2 separate regions of the Mus musculus genome follow, and region 2 is linked to region 1. The links are chromatin contacts, called in public HiChIP or PLAC-seq maps. All regions are on one chromosome and are shown on one strand. Each heading gives the region's core, a stretch centred on a gene start, on an enhancer-like site or on the middle of the called end of the contact. The rest is flanking DNA. Distances are from core to core; before and after follow the strand shown.

Region 1 (7,252 bases), core at 1,511-4,010:
GACACAATCTTTGACACAGATGTCTCGAGTTCACAGCCACACATTGATCTGATTTCTGCTCATTCTTTAGACCTTGGCTCAATTCTTCTCTCCTCAGGGAAGCCCTCCTTTCACCCCCTTCCCACCCTGTAAAAAGTGCCAGCACTCTCTTTCCTTTAGTGGTAGGATCTCAGAGACACATAATTATATATGTATGTGACTTACATGTAATCAGTTATATGTACACATAATTATATATCCAATCCTGGATAAGTTGCCTAATGTCTTCTCTGCTCACCTGTCAATCCCATGATGGCCCAGTGTGACAAGCAGGCCAGGGCAGCAATCAGTAGCTACTGATTGAAAAACAAACTATTTGAGAGCTCTTTCAGAGCCCAGGGAGGTTTTTTTTCCTATCTGCTTTGGTGGTCACTCTACGCTGACTGGGTAGGAATCTGGTCTCTCTTGTCCTGAGAGGAAAGTTCCAAGCAACATACATGGGAAAGGAAGACTAATGAGGAGGATTTTGGAAATGTTTTCTCTAGATGAAAGGAAGGTTTCTTGCAGTGCAGAAGGAGGCAATGCCATTCACTTGGTACTGTGACTCAGGTAGTTGTTTTTATATAAACATACAAAGAAACAAACAAGGGGAGGAAGTAAGCCAACATCCATCAACTCAGCACAGCAGGAAACAAGAAAAGGAGCCAGGAGTCTAGAAGTGCCTGTGAGACTTGGCATAGGCCAGCAGGAACACTCAAGTGCTGATTCTCACAGATCTAATTATTCTCGAAAGAAGGGAGGGAGGGAGGGGGAGAGAGAGAGAGAGAGAGAGAGAGAGAGAGGGAGAGAGAGAAGACCTTGGACTTCTCTGGTTCTGTCTTTGTAAGAATGGCACAAGTCTGAGGGAGCCTGAAGGTTGAATGGTTTGCTCTAACAAGGGCTTGATACAAGGGCTTGATTAAACAAACAAAAGGGAGTGTTTTGGAGTGTTCCCTTGGGTGACCCTGTAAGATCTAGTTCTGGTCCAAGTGAGAGGCTGAAGCCAAGAACAAGTTATTTATTTGATCTTCTTCAAACCAATCCAGGTGAGCATGTGACCATTCTCATCCCCCCCCCCCCTCTCTCCCTCTCCTGCTCCCGCTCCCCCTGTGTGTGTGTGTGTCTGTCTGTTTTTCTTTCTCCTTGCTCTTTCCCTTTCTGTCTCTGTCCTTTTGGTTTTTCAAGACAGGGTTTCTCTGTATAGCCCTGGATGTCCTGGACCTCATTCTGTAGACCAGGCTGGCCTGGAACTCATAGAGATCCAAATGCCTCTGCTTCTCTTGTGCCGGGACCAAAGGTGTTCAACACTACCCTCAGCTATAGCACGTGACCATTCTATAAACATGTTTGAAAAGAATATAAATTCCCTTCTGTAGGAGACATGCAAGGTTATGCACCCTTAAGTACTTCACCACACATTTAATGACCTACTGGGACTTACCAATTACTGTGCTCTGCCTCAACAGTTTCTATATCTTGAAATAACATCTTTGTTCTAACTTAGGCAACATAATAAATAGTATCCTGGCTACCCTGGAGTAGATAAGTAAAACTCTGTCTCAAAACAGCAGCAGCAGCAGCAACAACAACCACCAACATCACCAGCAGCATGATAATTTGAATCTAGCCCTGACATTTATATGCTGAGTGACACTGGGAAAGGGATTAACTGGGTCCTTATCTCCTCAGTTATAAAGTAGGGAGGTTTTTTTCCAAACATCCTCATAAGAGGTTGGAAAAATCAAAGAGATCATGGCTATAAAATATCTGAAGCCATGATGCAAATGCTAAGTACCCAAATTCTGATGTAGATAATAAGTACCCGCCCGGGTTCCCTGACCCCTTTTACAAAAAAATACCATTAGATCTGTCAATAATTCTGCTTCAGTGCCAGGGATTATCCTAGATACTTGGACGACAGTTATTTAGACAGAGAATAAACCTTGGTGTAGGCACTGGAGATTAAAAATTTAAAAAAAAACTTTTTTTTCCAGATCCTGGTTATACAGAAAACAAGACAAGAACGATGGGTTGAATATTTGTGTGCTACTCCCCTAGGGTAGGATGGGGTCAGTAGGCAGGGCCTGCAGGAGGGCATCGTGCAGGCATCCTCATGAGTAGGATTAGTAGTTTATATCAGGTGATGGGAGAACTTGCACTTGCTCCAGTAAAAAACAAACAAAACAAAACCAAAACACACACAAGTACACACATACACACAAACAAAAAAACCAACCAACCAACCATCCGTCTGTCCGTCCATCCATCCATCCATCCATCCATCCATCCATCCATCCATCCATCCAACCAAACCCCCAAAATCCAAAGCAATTCAAGCCCAGCAACAGGACAGTGTAAACTAAGAAGCTGTACCACACACAGAATCGACCAGAACCTTGATCTTGGACTTTCAAACAAATGTTTGATGGTTTAAACTTCTGCAGCCTATGGGATTTTTGTCACAGCCTAGGATGACTAAACAGCAGGGCTACACAATAAAGAGCAAGCAGGGAACGACTGGGAGAGCTCTCACAGTGTAGTGAAGGAAGGCTTCGCTGAGACAGGAACATAGAATCTCAGACTTGAAAGATAACAGTGGTTCCAGCCTACTTAGCCAGGGCAGGAGTTAACCTAGTGTTTGGAAGTTACAGAGAAAGACAATAGGACTACAATACAGGGCAGGGTATGAGGTTTTGATAGGGCCCAAGAACAAAGGACTCGCTAGCTACATCTTGGCGTTTAATCTCATGGCAACAGGAAGCCATTAGTGTGCATTAAGTGCCAGAGCTACTTCATTAGACTTACTGAATAGCCAGACAGGGAGGTTATTTGTGAAATGCAAAGACTGGGACTGAACTTGGGACTATGGAAGTCTACGAAAAGATCACAAATTCAGTGGATTCTAGACTCAGGGCTAGCAGTGATGTGAGAGCAAAGGAATGGTGTGTGACATGTGGTTAGAGTCCACAGCACACTTATTTGACTGCAGTCTACAAGAGAGTGAGAAAGAATCGACTGACTTCCTCAGTAAAGTGGCAGGGAAAAAAGAAAGGATGGGATGGGTTCAGTTGTAGAGTGCTTGCCTTGCACTTACAAAATGACATTATATAAATAAAATGACTTATAAAATGACAATGGTGATCAGAATCACTGCCATCCCAGCACCAGGTGGGGGTAGTAGCAGAAGTAGCAAAACCAAGGTCATCTTCCACTACTTAGCAAGTTCAAAGCCAGGCTGAAATACATCAGGAAAAAAAGAGAAAGAAAGAGGAGGGGAAGGGAGAGATGGAAGGGGGAGGAAAAAAAAAACCTTTATAAACTTGGAGCAGCTCAGATTCAAAGATATTGGCTGGAAGCTCTTGAAGTATTAACGAGGGAACCTAGCACCCATTGTCACCAGTCTGGGACCTGTCCTATCCTCATATGGATGGACCACACTCTGAAGCATTCTGATCCCCTAACAAGGTGACAGAGATGCGATGGAGAGGGAAATGGTAAGCACCCATAACGTGTGAGATGACCTGCTCTAAGCACTTAAGGCAGTAAAACTATGTGGTTCCCGAGACCGTAAAACTCTCCTGAATGAGAGAGTCACAGTGGCCAGATGTAGGGCTGTATCCCCACAAACAGAAAGAGACAAGGAGAAAGTCAGAGGCCTGACATAATGGGTTTTAATTACTTGGGTTACATTTCTAACAGAAACTCCGAGCTGGAGGATATGTTGAATTGGGCTCAAAGTTTCAAGGACCTTAATCCATTACTCGGGAAGGCGAGTATGGAACAAGGACCCAGGTCAGTGTAACTCTTCACGATGTAAACAACCAGGAAATAGAGGCTCAAGCACCCTTACCTGCTGTTTCTCTTGCCCACAACTGTCATTTAATGGAAATGAAATTATTCTATCTGGGCCAGGCATGGTGGCGCACACCTTTAATCCCAGCACTCAGGAGGCAGAGGCAGGGGGATTTCTGAGTTCGAGGCCAGCCTGGTCTACAGAATGAGTTCCAGGACAGCCAGGGATATACAGAGAAACCCTGTCTTGAAAAACCAAAAAAAAAAAAAAAAAAAAAAAAAAAATTCTATCGACACACACATGATAATGGGACATAAATTTACTCAGTGCTTTGGGTAGGAAAATACACAAAATAATTTCTAGTGAGTACACACAGCTAATCTATAGAAGGTAGGACAGTCATCATCATTGTCACAGCCACCAGCAGCATGATTCAAACATATATGGTGTGCTCCTCTAATCCCAGCACTTCAGAGGCAAAGCCAGGCAGATCTCAGAGTTCAAGGCCAGCCTGGTCTACAAAACAAGTTCTAGGACAGCCAGAGCTACACACAGAGCTAAACCCTGTCTTAGAAAAAAACAGAAGAAACCCCCCCCCCACCACCAACAATGACAAACTGGACAGTTCTAAGCTAGAAGTGAGGTACACACCTGTAGGTCCAGTACTTGGAAGCCAGAGGTCAAAGGATCATGGGTTTAAGGCCAGCTTGAGGGATACATGAGACACTCACTTCAAAAACAAACAAAAGCAAACCAACCTGTATTGGAATACAGGCATGCACAATCCTAAATACACATATACACACTCAGATGCACATATATTTACATATAGTCATATATGTGTATACAGATACATAGATAAATATATCTATATATATTCATACATTCATACATATATGCAGTTTGTCCAAATGTATTTTCTCATATGGGAATTGCATCCCCACCCACCTTCCCTCCCATTAGGTCTTGCCATGTTGCCCAGGCTGGCCTTGAAGTCACAATCTTCCTGCTCTCAGTCCCTGTGTCCTGGAATTACAGGCATTTACTGGAGTCTCTCTTCCGGGATAAACTGATAGGTTATATAATTTAAAACCACCCCCTCCCCTGCCAGATTTAGAAGAGTCATGAATATGCTAATGTGTATAATGTGTCTGATTAATTTCCAAGAAGAGTATAGAAGATGTTTGAGCAGGAATGTTCAGGTGAGGACTTGTTGCTGAACTAGAATGCTATACAGTGCAATTACAGAGAATCTGCTCAGATAAATTCTATACTGCTCTGTGGTACATGAAAACCATCATATACCTCCAGAGAAGATAGGAATATGAACCAAATAGGAAGGTTATGCTACAGCTAATCACTAGAGGTGAACTAAAAGCAATTAAGTTCCCAGTCTGCTTCGCTAGCTGGGCCAAAGCCAGGTCTTCAGCTGCCATGGGAATCTACTGAATTCCTTCTCAAAAGAAATTTGGGTTAAGCCAAATCCTTCCTCATATAAAAGAGTTCATACACGAAACTGAAAGAATGTGCCAAAAATAATTTATACAGAGTGTTCATTGTAGAAGTAAAATATAAAATCCTTCTTTGAGTCAAAGTTCCATTAGAAAATGAAAAATTCAGCCTTAGCTGAGAAATTAGTGCTCACTCTTTGCATCCCAGCTCTCCCTCTGAGCTCCCTGGGTGCTGGACCAGGATCTCTAACGCCGGCTGCCTTAGCCAAGGAGGCCGGCATTGTTTCGAGCATAGGACTTAGTGGACATGGTCTTCAAATTAAGGAAGAGGGGCTGGAGAGATGGCTCAGTGGTTAAGAGCACTGACTGCTCTCCCAAAGGTCCTGAGTTCAGTTCCCAGCAACCACGTGGTGGCTCACAACCCTCTGTAATGAGATTACACGCCCTCTTTTGGTGTGTTTCAAGATAGCTACGATGTACTCACATTAAATAAATAAATAAATAAATCTATCTATCTAAACTAAACAACCAAAAAAAAAAAAAAAAAAAAAAAAACCCAAACCAAACCAAACCAAACTAAGGAAGAGTATAGTCAGACCTAATGTTAGACAAGTCCCATCCTGGTAGACCAGTTGGACATGGATATTAGACAAGGCAAGTCCCCTGGCACAGTAGAATACACCAACCTATGGGAACAGGATAAATATAAATGAAGACATGTTCCTAAAAAAATCTCCTATCCCTGAAACCTAATTGATGAAATAGCAGCACAGATGTTTGTGGATTTGGAGCTTAAAAACCCTGTAGGATCATGGTTCAGTTCCTGACTGGACTGTGGCGCTGGCTGACCAGTCGTGGCGCATATATGCTCAATAAACTATCCTTGTCTGACTGAGATTAGTGTTTATGTGGTTTGTGAGGCGACTCCTGGACCCCAATAGCTATTGTTAGTCAGAGAGGCCCCTGAGGCCCCTTCTACAATACAGGTTACTGCCATTGCTCTTGCTTGTCCATTACAGCTAGATAGTAAATGTGACTGCTGAAGCAGGACACAGAGGCATCAAGCTCGGACGGAGATGAAAGTTGTCATTAGACTTACCGAGTGGTGGAATCTGCACACTACAGTACTAACCTCCTAAATGTAACGTGTCTACTTCTGAGATAGTGGGATGCCTGTTATAGGGGTAACAACTGACTTATGGTTGGTTGGTTTGTCAGTGCTTGAAGATCTTCCCACCTTTGTGTCCAGAGTGCTGGGACTACAGGTGTGGGACACCATGCCCCATAGATAGGACTCTTTCGGAGGGGAGAGAAGACATAGGGAAAAGCTAAGTAATGTAAAAATTAAGGGGAAAAAAAAATCATAGTTCACGAAGGTTCCCTGAAGAAACCAGACCATACAAGAGAGCGAGCGAGGAACAAGGGGTCAATCAACTGTACCTTCATCCCTGCAGCGGCTGCAGGTCCACTGGGGTCCACAGCCTGGATGTGGCATGGTTTACTTCCTCGTACCACAAAGCCCCAGCCAACTGCGTCACCAACAATCTAGAGAGGAAAACCACAATGAGTAAGCAGCAGCCATTCCTGGGCATTCGCAGGTCTTTCTGCGAGTACAGTCTGACCCATGATTAACCATGTGTCTTGACATATACTTTTTCTTCATTTCATCCCTACCATGTCAGGGGAATGAAAATGCGGTGGTGGCACATAACCTGTTGGGCAGAAGGAAGCTGTGTTGGGGAGGTCACTCCCCAGGAAGCAGCTAGCAGCATAGCGCTTCCTGGGGCTGCCCGCCAATTTCATATCCCACTGCAGTATGGGTCTGAGAAGATCTTAAAAAAACATCATTGCGTTTTCTCTCTAGATTCAATCTCTATCTCAACCCGATCTTTCCTTCATATCCAAATAACAGACCTTCACCTAGCAACATCAAAGCCTAGCATGGTGGGAGATATGAAAAGTCCTGGCCTCTTTTGAAAGACAGTTTACT
Region 2 (7,252 bases), core at 2,426-4,925, 66 kb before region 1:
GGAGTCATCAACTTCCAGAGCAAAACCGTGCACCCAGTGTCATCATGTGCCAGTCCTCCACAGAACAGAAGGGAACAGGCAGGCTACAACAGTTCTAGCCATGCCGTGCAAAAATTGAGGTCGTGGGTTCTAATTTCCCCTCTGGATCATATTTTATTATAATTTTATTGAGCCTCTCTGTGAAGGAGAGCCATTCTGAAGACTCGGTGTAGTAGATAGTGTGCACACTCCCTCTGGGAAAGAGAGTAGGATTGAGCCCTCTGGGATACAAAAGGGGGCATTGGTTGTAGCTTTGCACTTTCAGAGTTTGGCCGACGAAGGCCTGATGGGCTGACTGGCAAAGTTCCTTGTGGAAACCTCCCTTTCGTTCAGGAAACCCATTTGATAAGACATGTTGCTCTGCACTTAAAGATAGTATTGAAGTCAAATGGGTAAACATATTCTAAGTGGGGACCAGGAAAATGGCTCAACGGGTATAAGTATTTGCTATGCAAGCTTGAAGACCTCAGCTTGAAGACCTCAGTTAGGTCCTCCTAATTCTTAGGTCCTCCATAAAGAGCTGCTGAGGGAGTCTGTGTCTGTGTCCCTGCAGTCCTAGGAAGAGATGGGAAGTGGAGACAGGGAAACTGGCCAGAATGTCTGCTAGCCAGACGTGTACGGCACAACAGGAAAGAGGGAGACAGACCCTATACACACACACACACACACACACACACACACACACACACAGAGAGAGAGAGAGAGAGAGAGAGAGAGAGAGAGCAATAAACTAATAGATAAGTAAGCAATATTAAAAGAATAGGTCTTTTTTTTAATTGCAAGGGGATACAATGGGTTCATGTCCTAGAGAGTTAAAAAAAAAAAAGCATATGTAATAAATGAGTGAAGAAAGTTATCACCTGCAGTTGGTAAACAGCATGTAGAATTTATTTCTACAGAAATGGTTTTACTGTGTAGCACTGAGCGTCTTAAAACTCTGTAGACCAGGCTGGCCATGAACACACAGGGAGTTCACCTGCCTCCAGCCTCTACCTCCTGACTCCTGGGATTAGAGGTAGGAGGCAGGACTGCCGGCACAAAGCAATATTCTTGAACAAAGAGAGCACGGAGTCTGTCTCAGTGAGAAGCACATGCCTAGTGGCACAAATCTGATTCCTGAAACTCACATCAAAATGGAAGAAAAGAACAGGCTTCCTAAAGTGGTTCTCAGACATTAGCCATGTCACACAATGCACACATAAAACACACACACACACACACACACACACACACACACACACACTGTGCATGGTGTGACACACACTGAATGAGATGCCCCAATAATCTTAGAGAATTAGAAGTGCCCAATGGTGGCACAGTTTGGAAAGTCTTCAGAGATCTGGCCCTGCCAAAGAACGTATGTCACTGGAAGTTGACTTTGAGACGTTAGAGACTGGTGCCATTTCTAGCTCAGTTTTTCTACCTCAATGTTCAAGTTTCGAATTCTCAACTTTTTTTTTTTTTTTTTTTTTTTTTTTGGTTTTTTTGTTTGTTTGTTTTTGTTTTTGATTTTGATTTTTTTTTTTTTTTTTTTTTTTTTTTTTTTTTGAGACAGGGTTTCTTTGTTGTATAGCCCTGGCTGTCCAGGAATTCACTTTGTAGACCAGGCTGGCCTCGAACTCAGAAATCCACCTGCCTCTGCCTCCCGAGTGCTGGGATTAAAGTCGTGTGCCACCACCACCCGAGTTCTCAACTTTCTATTCGGGCTCCCCCTCCCGCCCTCCATGGTTCCATTTGAACACCTTGGACTCTAATCCTTAGTTACAGTAAGCCCAAATAAACACTTCCTTCTATGTGATGATTTCGACATTGTGCTCTATCCCAGCAATGGAAATGTAACTCTCTCTCCTCTCCTCTCTGTCTCTGTCTCACACACACACACACACACACACATCAATTGTGTTAATAATAACTAGTAATTAATAAGTAAAGAGAAGTGATCATTTAAAGCATTAACTAGAGGGCTTTCTTCCTTAAAGGGTTCTGCCTAACCATTTTTGGCCAAATGGATTATAGAAAAAAGGTGGATATAAAGAAAGTAAAGGAATAAAATGAGCCGGGCAGTGGTGGCGCACGCCTTTAATCCCAGCACTCGGGAGGCAGAGGCAGGTGGATTTCTGAGTTGGAGGACAGCCTGGTCTCAAAGTGAGTTCCAGGACAGCCAGGGCTATACAGAGAAACCCTGGGGAGGGGCGGGGGGAGACAACCAAAAAGAAAAAGAAAAAAAATAATAAAATGGTCAGAGATTCCTTTTTTTCCTTGGCAAAAACCCAGAGAAGAGGCTGCTGGGTCCAGCATGGTCTTCATGGGGACAGAGTGACATGGTCCCTGCCCCTGGAACAAGGCCAACAGACACGACAGGGGTCTCCATGAATGTCAATGGCTGCCAAGGACATAAGGCTTGTTTGTATAATAATGTACACATTTTACATTCCTCCTTCGAGCAATGTTCTCCCTGTTAATATTAATGACTCCATGATAATCAGAAATAGCACAAATCCAGGAGGTTAAGGTGTGGCTAATGTCTCAGCAAAATGGGAAGCCCTGGGGTCCTTCAGGACAGCCCTTAAGGGGGTGGAAAAGAACTCTTTAAAACATGAGTTCAAAATATATAATTCCTCAAAAATATGCAAAAAATATACAATATGAATTTTATGAGAGGCCTCTTGATTCTAAAAGAATAAAGGCAGCTAACTATGAGACAACTTGTTGGAAAGATACTAAGGAAGGAGATAAAGAGATTTAGGAAATGATAATTGCAGGACATCATCTTGTTTTTACTTACCCGGGCAGACAGATTCCTGAGTTCAAGGTCAGCCTGAGACAGAACTAATTTAGGTCCAGGTGAGGTAGAAATGGTAATTTCAGGATGAGGCATACTCAATTAGCTTGCTGTCTGTGCTTAACAGGTAGACCTCTGAATTCTTTTGCAATGTTAACAGAAAATGTGTGTTTGCAGTCTCTTAGGAATCAAGGGCCTTGGGTCTCCGGATGCTGATTCATGAGACAATCAAAAGGAAACCTGGAGTAAATGACTGAATTGATATGTAAAATAAAAGACTGGACCTATGATCTGCAAGAGATAAGCTATTCAGAGAATTTTTTTTAGAATAGCCAGAGAGAACTGCTTGGAGAACCATCTGGAGCAGAACTTAGAGAGAGAGAAAACACATCAGAGAGAAAGAGAGCAGCCTGGAAAGCGGTCTAGAGCAGAAAGAACATAGGCCACCAGCCTGGACAATTTGACTTATAGTTGTTTGTTTAGCCATTCCTAGACACCCCTTCCTCAGAACCCCTCTCCAAGCAGAGGCTGGTTCTTGGCAAGAGATCAATGGAAGGAGAGAGTATTTCCTACCCAGTCAAGACTCCAGAAGCAATAGTCATTCCTGAGCCTGGCTATCTTGGCAATTGACAGAACCAAGGAAACAGTGAACAGAGATAGTAACTGATGCTGAGGACCTCAGACAAGTTTCTGTTGGGACCCAGTCATTGCTGGGGCTCCTGGAAATGGTGGGGCAGTGGTCAGCAACGTGGATAAGGAAGCTTTATAACTTCCACACACCAAGGCTGCAAAGCAAGGGGTTGCTCCAGGCCGGACCCTGAGCCATAGAGGGTGAGGTGGAGAATGGAGGGGAAGTCAGGTGATCTATGTGGCTAGAAATAGCTAGCATGACAATGAGAAGCCAAGAAGGCACCCAGGCCCTGGCCAGGCAAGGAAAATGCAGATTGCACATGATAATCACCACAGCCTATTTAAAGACTGAAGATGAGGAAATGTCCTCCCACTTAGACCAAACTCTCTTATTAAATCACAAGCTGGACAGCACTGCTCCCTCCCCTTCCCAAGGGTGACTATTAGTCTAGCTCTTCTTTCCTATTGAATTCACTGATAGTCTCTCTGTCTCCCCAGAGACTTGATATTGTGTCCCTTTAGCCAAAGAAAAGTCACTTGAATAGCCTCAAACTAAAAATCTTTTCTTTGTTAACTTCCAGATCCATCCCAAATTTTTGCACCCACAAATACTTTCCTCCTTCAACATATATTCTATGTCTGCCATGCTGCCTGGATGGTCAAACGGAAGCTACTCATGCATGCACCATCTGGGGACTCAGCAGTCAGAGCCCCTCCGCCATCTGCCCTGCGTGCCTCACACTTTCATAGTAAAAGACCCGTGTCGTTCTGCCGCACACGTCACCTCAACATTCTTCCACATGTCCAGTGAGATTGAAAGTCTATAGCCTGCATTTCGACCTTGACTCTGGACCACGTGACACTGATCTGAAGAAGAACAGTTCAAGAACGGCATGATGCTCGTAATGTCCATACTTGGGAGGCCGTCAGGAAGACTAAGTTTGAGGTTGTCCTTGGCTACCTGATGAGACCATGTCTTAACATTTATTGCCCCTTCCACCTGCCTGCTGGGGGAGGAGGGGAGTGCAAAAGGAAAGAAAAAAAAAAAAGAGTTCATGAGCTATCAGAGAATCCTACTTCTGACCCTCTTCCTACCAGTCAGTGGGATTGGTAATATCTAAAGGTCTCAGGCTCTGGGTAACTCCCGCCACTGGCCCTGGAAAGAATCTAGGAGTGCAGTTTATGGAGGAAAAATAAGAAATTTGATGTTAGTGGGCGTGGTGGCACACGCCTTTAATCCCAGCACTTGGGAGGCAGAGGCAGGTGGATTTCTGAGTTCGAGGTCTACAAAGTGAGTTCCAGGACAGCCAGGGCTATACAGAGAAACTCTGTCTCAGAAAAAAAAGAAAAAGAAATTTGATGTTAGTGATGGATGTGTTCTGAATGCAAAACATCTCCCACAGGCTCCTGTGTTTGAACTCTTGGTCATGAACTAACTATACTGTTTGGGGAGGTTTTGGTTAAAATGGAAAAAAATCTACTACCTTTCATTTTTAAGAAGAGTTGTTGGAAATAGAATCTAGGGGCTTCAGTATGCTAAGCATGTCTTCTATCATTAAGCTACATCCCATCCCTAAAGTACCTCTAAAACTAAATGTGCTTTAATCCCCAGATAGAATTGATCAGTACAAAGATATTCTTTTTTTTTTTTCCAAGACAGGAGGAGGAGGAAGACACAAGGGACAGACATCCTTTCCCAAACATGCACAGTTCCCTTTCTGCACACCAGTGAGTGTGCAGGCTGGATTTGGCCGAGGGGTGCGGCTCCATTAATCTTTCCCCCCACCCCCCACCCCCCACCCCCGCACTTCTCTGTCTTTTCAAACAGAGAAGGTAAGTGACTTGCTTCTCTCCACAGTTCTGAAATGAAGTGACTCTTAGATGGACTTGTCTTAAGTAAACTGTTTCCTTGGCACCAAGCTCTTAGATGTCTTCAGAGTCACCGGGCGAGGATAACCTCAGCTCCGCATGCTTGGGAGAAGCCTCTAGATATTAAGACACTTCTTGCTTACTATTTTAGAGCCAGCAATTTCTTTTTATGGGTGTTTTCTTTTGTTTGAGACAAGGTCTCGTAAAGTAGCTCAGGCTAGATTCAAAGTAGTAACTTCCTGCCTCATCTTTCTGAATGTTAGTATTCTAGATAGGTGGCCCAATACACAGATTAGTAATGCTGTTTAAAATTACCTCCCACATTTACACAGTGTGTGTGTGTGTGTGTGTGTGTGTGTTGGGGAGACACGCACCCGCTGCAGCACATGGGTAGAGGTACTTACAAGAGTCCATTTTTCTCCTTATATCATGTAGATTCCTGTGGTTAAATGCAGGCAGCATGCATGGCAGCCAGTCCTTTTAACCACTGAGGCATCTTGCAAATTCTGATGCCATATTTAAGTTTCTAGGCTTACACATCATAAACTTTGTCAGATTCCCTAGACTTGAACTGCTTAAGCCACAGAGTTTAGAAACGTCTTCTGTTTTAACACCTATCTTCAGCTGTATGTTCATAGTTTAAGAATTCCCATCACTGGGGGCTGGAGAGATGGCTCAGCAGTTAAGAGCACCGGCTGCTCTTCCAGAAGCCCTGAAGTCAATTTTCAGCAACCACATCGTGGCTCACAACCATCCATAATGGGGTCTGACGCCCTCTGCTGGCACACGGGTGTACATGCAGATAGAACACACATATATTAAGTTAATAAATCTTAAAAAAAGAAAGAATTCCAGTTATTAAAATGATAGAGAGGCCGGGCGTGATGGTGCACGCCTTTAATCCCAGCACTTGGGAGGCAGAGAGAGAGGCAGAGAGGCAGAGGCAGAGGCAGAGGCAGGTGAATTCTGAGTTCGAGGCCAGCCTGGTCTACAGAGTGAGTTCCAGGACAGTCAGGCTACACAGAGAAACCCTGTCTCAAAAAAAAAAAAAAAAAAAAAAAAAAAGATAGAGAGGTGAGCAATCAAGACTTTTACACCTTGTAGTTCTGACATTTTGAGTCAACTCGCCGTTGTGGAGGGCTGTTCTGTACCTTGAAGGATACGTAGCAGCATCCCTAGCGGTTGCTAGAAGAAAACAATTGTAATAACTAAATCTTTTCTAGACATTATTGAAGATCTCCCATTGGCAAAAACTCACTTCCTGATAGGGGGATCTTTGCTTTGAACTTTTCAAAGTCTTCTTCCTATAAAACAACAGAGGAAAGCACACAGGAAGATGTAAAATCCTCTGAAGGAAAGGATAGGTCTCCCTGGTGCTACACTTCGTTGTGTTACCTGCTTGGTGTTCATCTGACTCGCCAAAGCAAAAGCAAAAGCTCCATGAAGCTCCCCAATCCTTTCTGGGTGCTGTGTCTCAGCTACATCACCAAGCCCACAGCACATGTCCCATCAAAGCAAATCACACCAACCCACAAAACTGTGTCACTGCATCTATAATGAGTCTTCTCTTCGTTCCTCTGTTAATCCATTTTGGAAACACCCTCACAGATACATCAAGAGGTTTGTCTCCTAGGTAAGTCTAAATCCTGACACGCTGACAGTGAAGATTAGACATTGCAGCACTAAATAAATAGATTTTTTTCCTGCAGTCTCTGTCAAGTAGTAGGCATCTTAGTGGGTTAAATAGATAGATTAGACTGGGTTTGTGGTCTGTATCATCCTTCCCCCATCTGCGTCTCTAAAATAAAAAAAAAAAAAAAAATATTCTCTCAGGGCCTGTTGCTGGAAAGCAGGAAGGGTTTCTTCCCTGTATAAGTCTTCAGTGGAGGTCTTAAAGGATAACACAGGATCACAATTTGTCAGGTCAGCCAT

Evidence for each region. HiChIP or PLAC-seq counts read pairs in DNA pulled down with a chosen protein or histone mark.
Region 2: a contact with region 1 is called in an H3K27ac HiChIP or PLAC-seq map of embryonic stem cells, with 11 read pairs. The contact joins two enhancer-like sites. A contact is called at or near these places in 1 of 15 datasets of contacts at CTCF or cohesin (the NIH/3T3 cell line), 5 of 484 Hi-C or Micro-C datasets (2-cell embryo, liver, morula and 1 more), 3 of 115 datasets of contacts at active chromatin or transcription factors (embryonic stem cells and hepatocytes) and 1 of 9 other capture datasets (embryonic stem cells).

Annotation. Positions count from the first base shown.
Region 1 is chr15:55,217,724-55,224,975 of GRCm38.p6, reverse strand. It overlaps Deptor (DEP domain containing MTOR-interacting protein), which reads right to left. Exons shown (of 9, transcript NM_145470.3): 8 at 6,703-6,807. Among named protein-coding and RNA genes, the nearest start is that of Gm26296, 41 kb to the left of the region's middle. Within about 2 kb of position 2,760, at least 13 of the 459 cell types and tissues checked have an H3K27ac peak or open chromatin away from gene starts, as enhancers often do. A contact at or near this core is called in embryonic stem cells, where this site is marked.
Region 2 is chr15:55,284,339-55,291,590 of GRCm38.p6, reverse strand. No RefSeq gene overlaps it. Among named protein-coding and RNA genes, the nearest start is that of Gm35312, 5.9 kb to the right of the region's middle. Within about 2 kb of position 3,675, at least 6 of the 459 cell types and tissues checked have an H3K27ac peak or open chromatin away from gene starts, as enhancers often do. A contact at or near this core is called in embryonic stem cells, where this site is marked.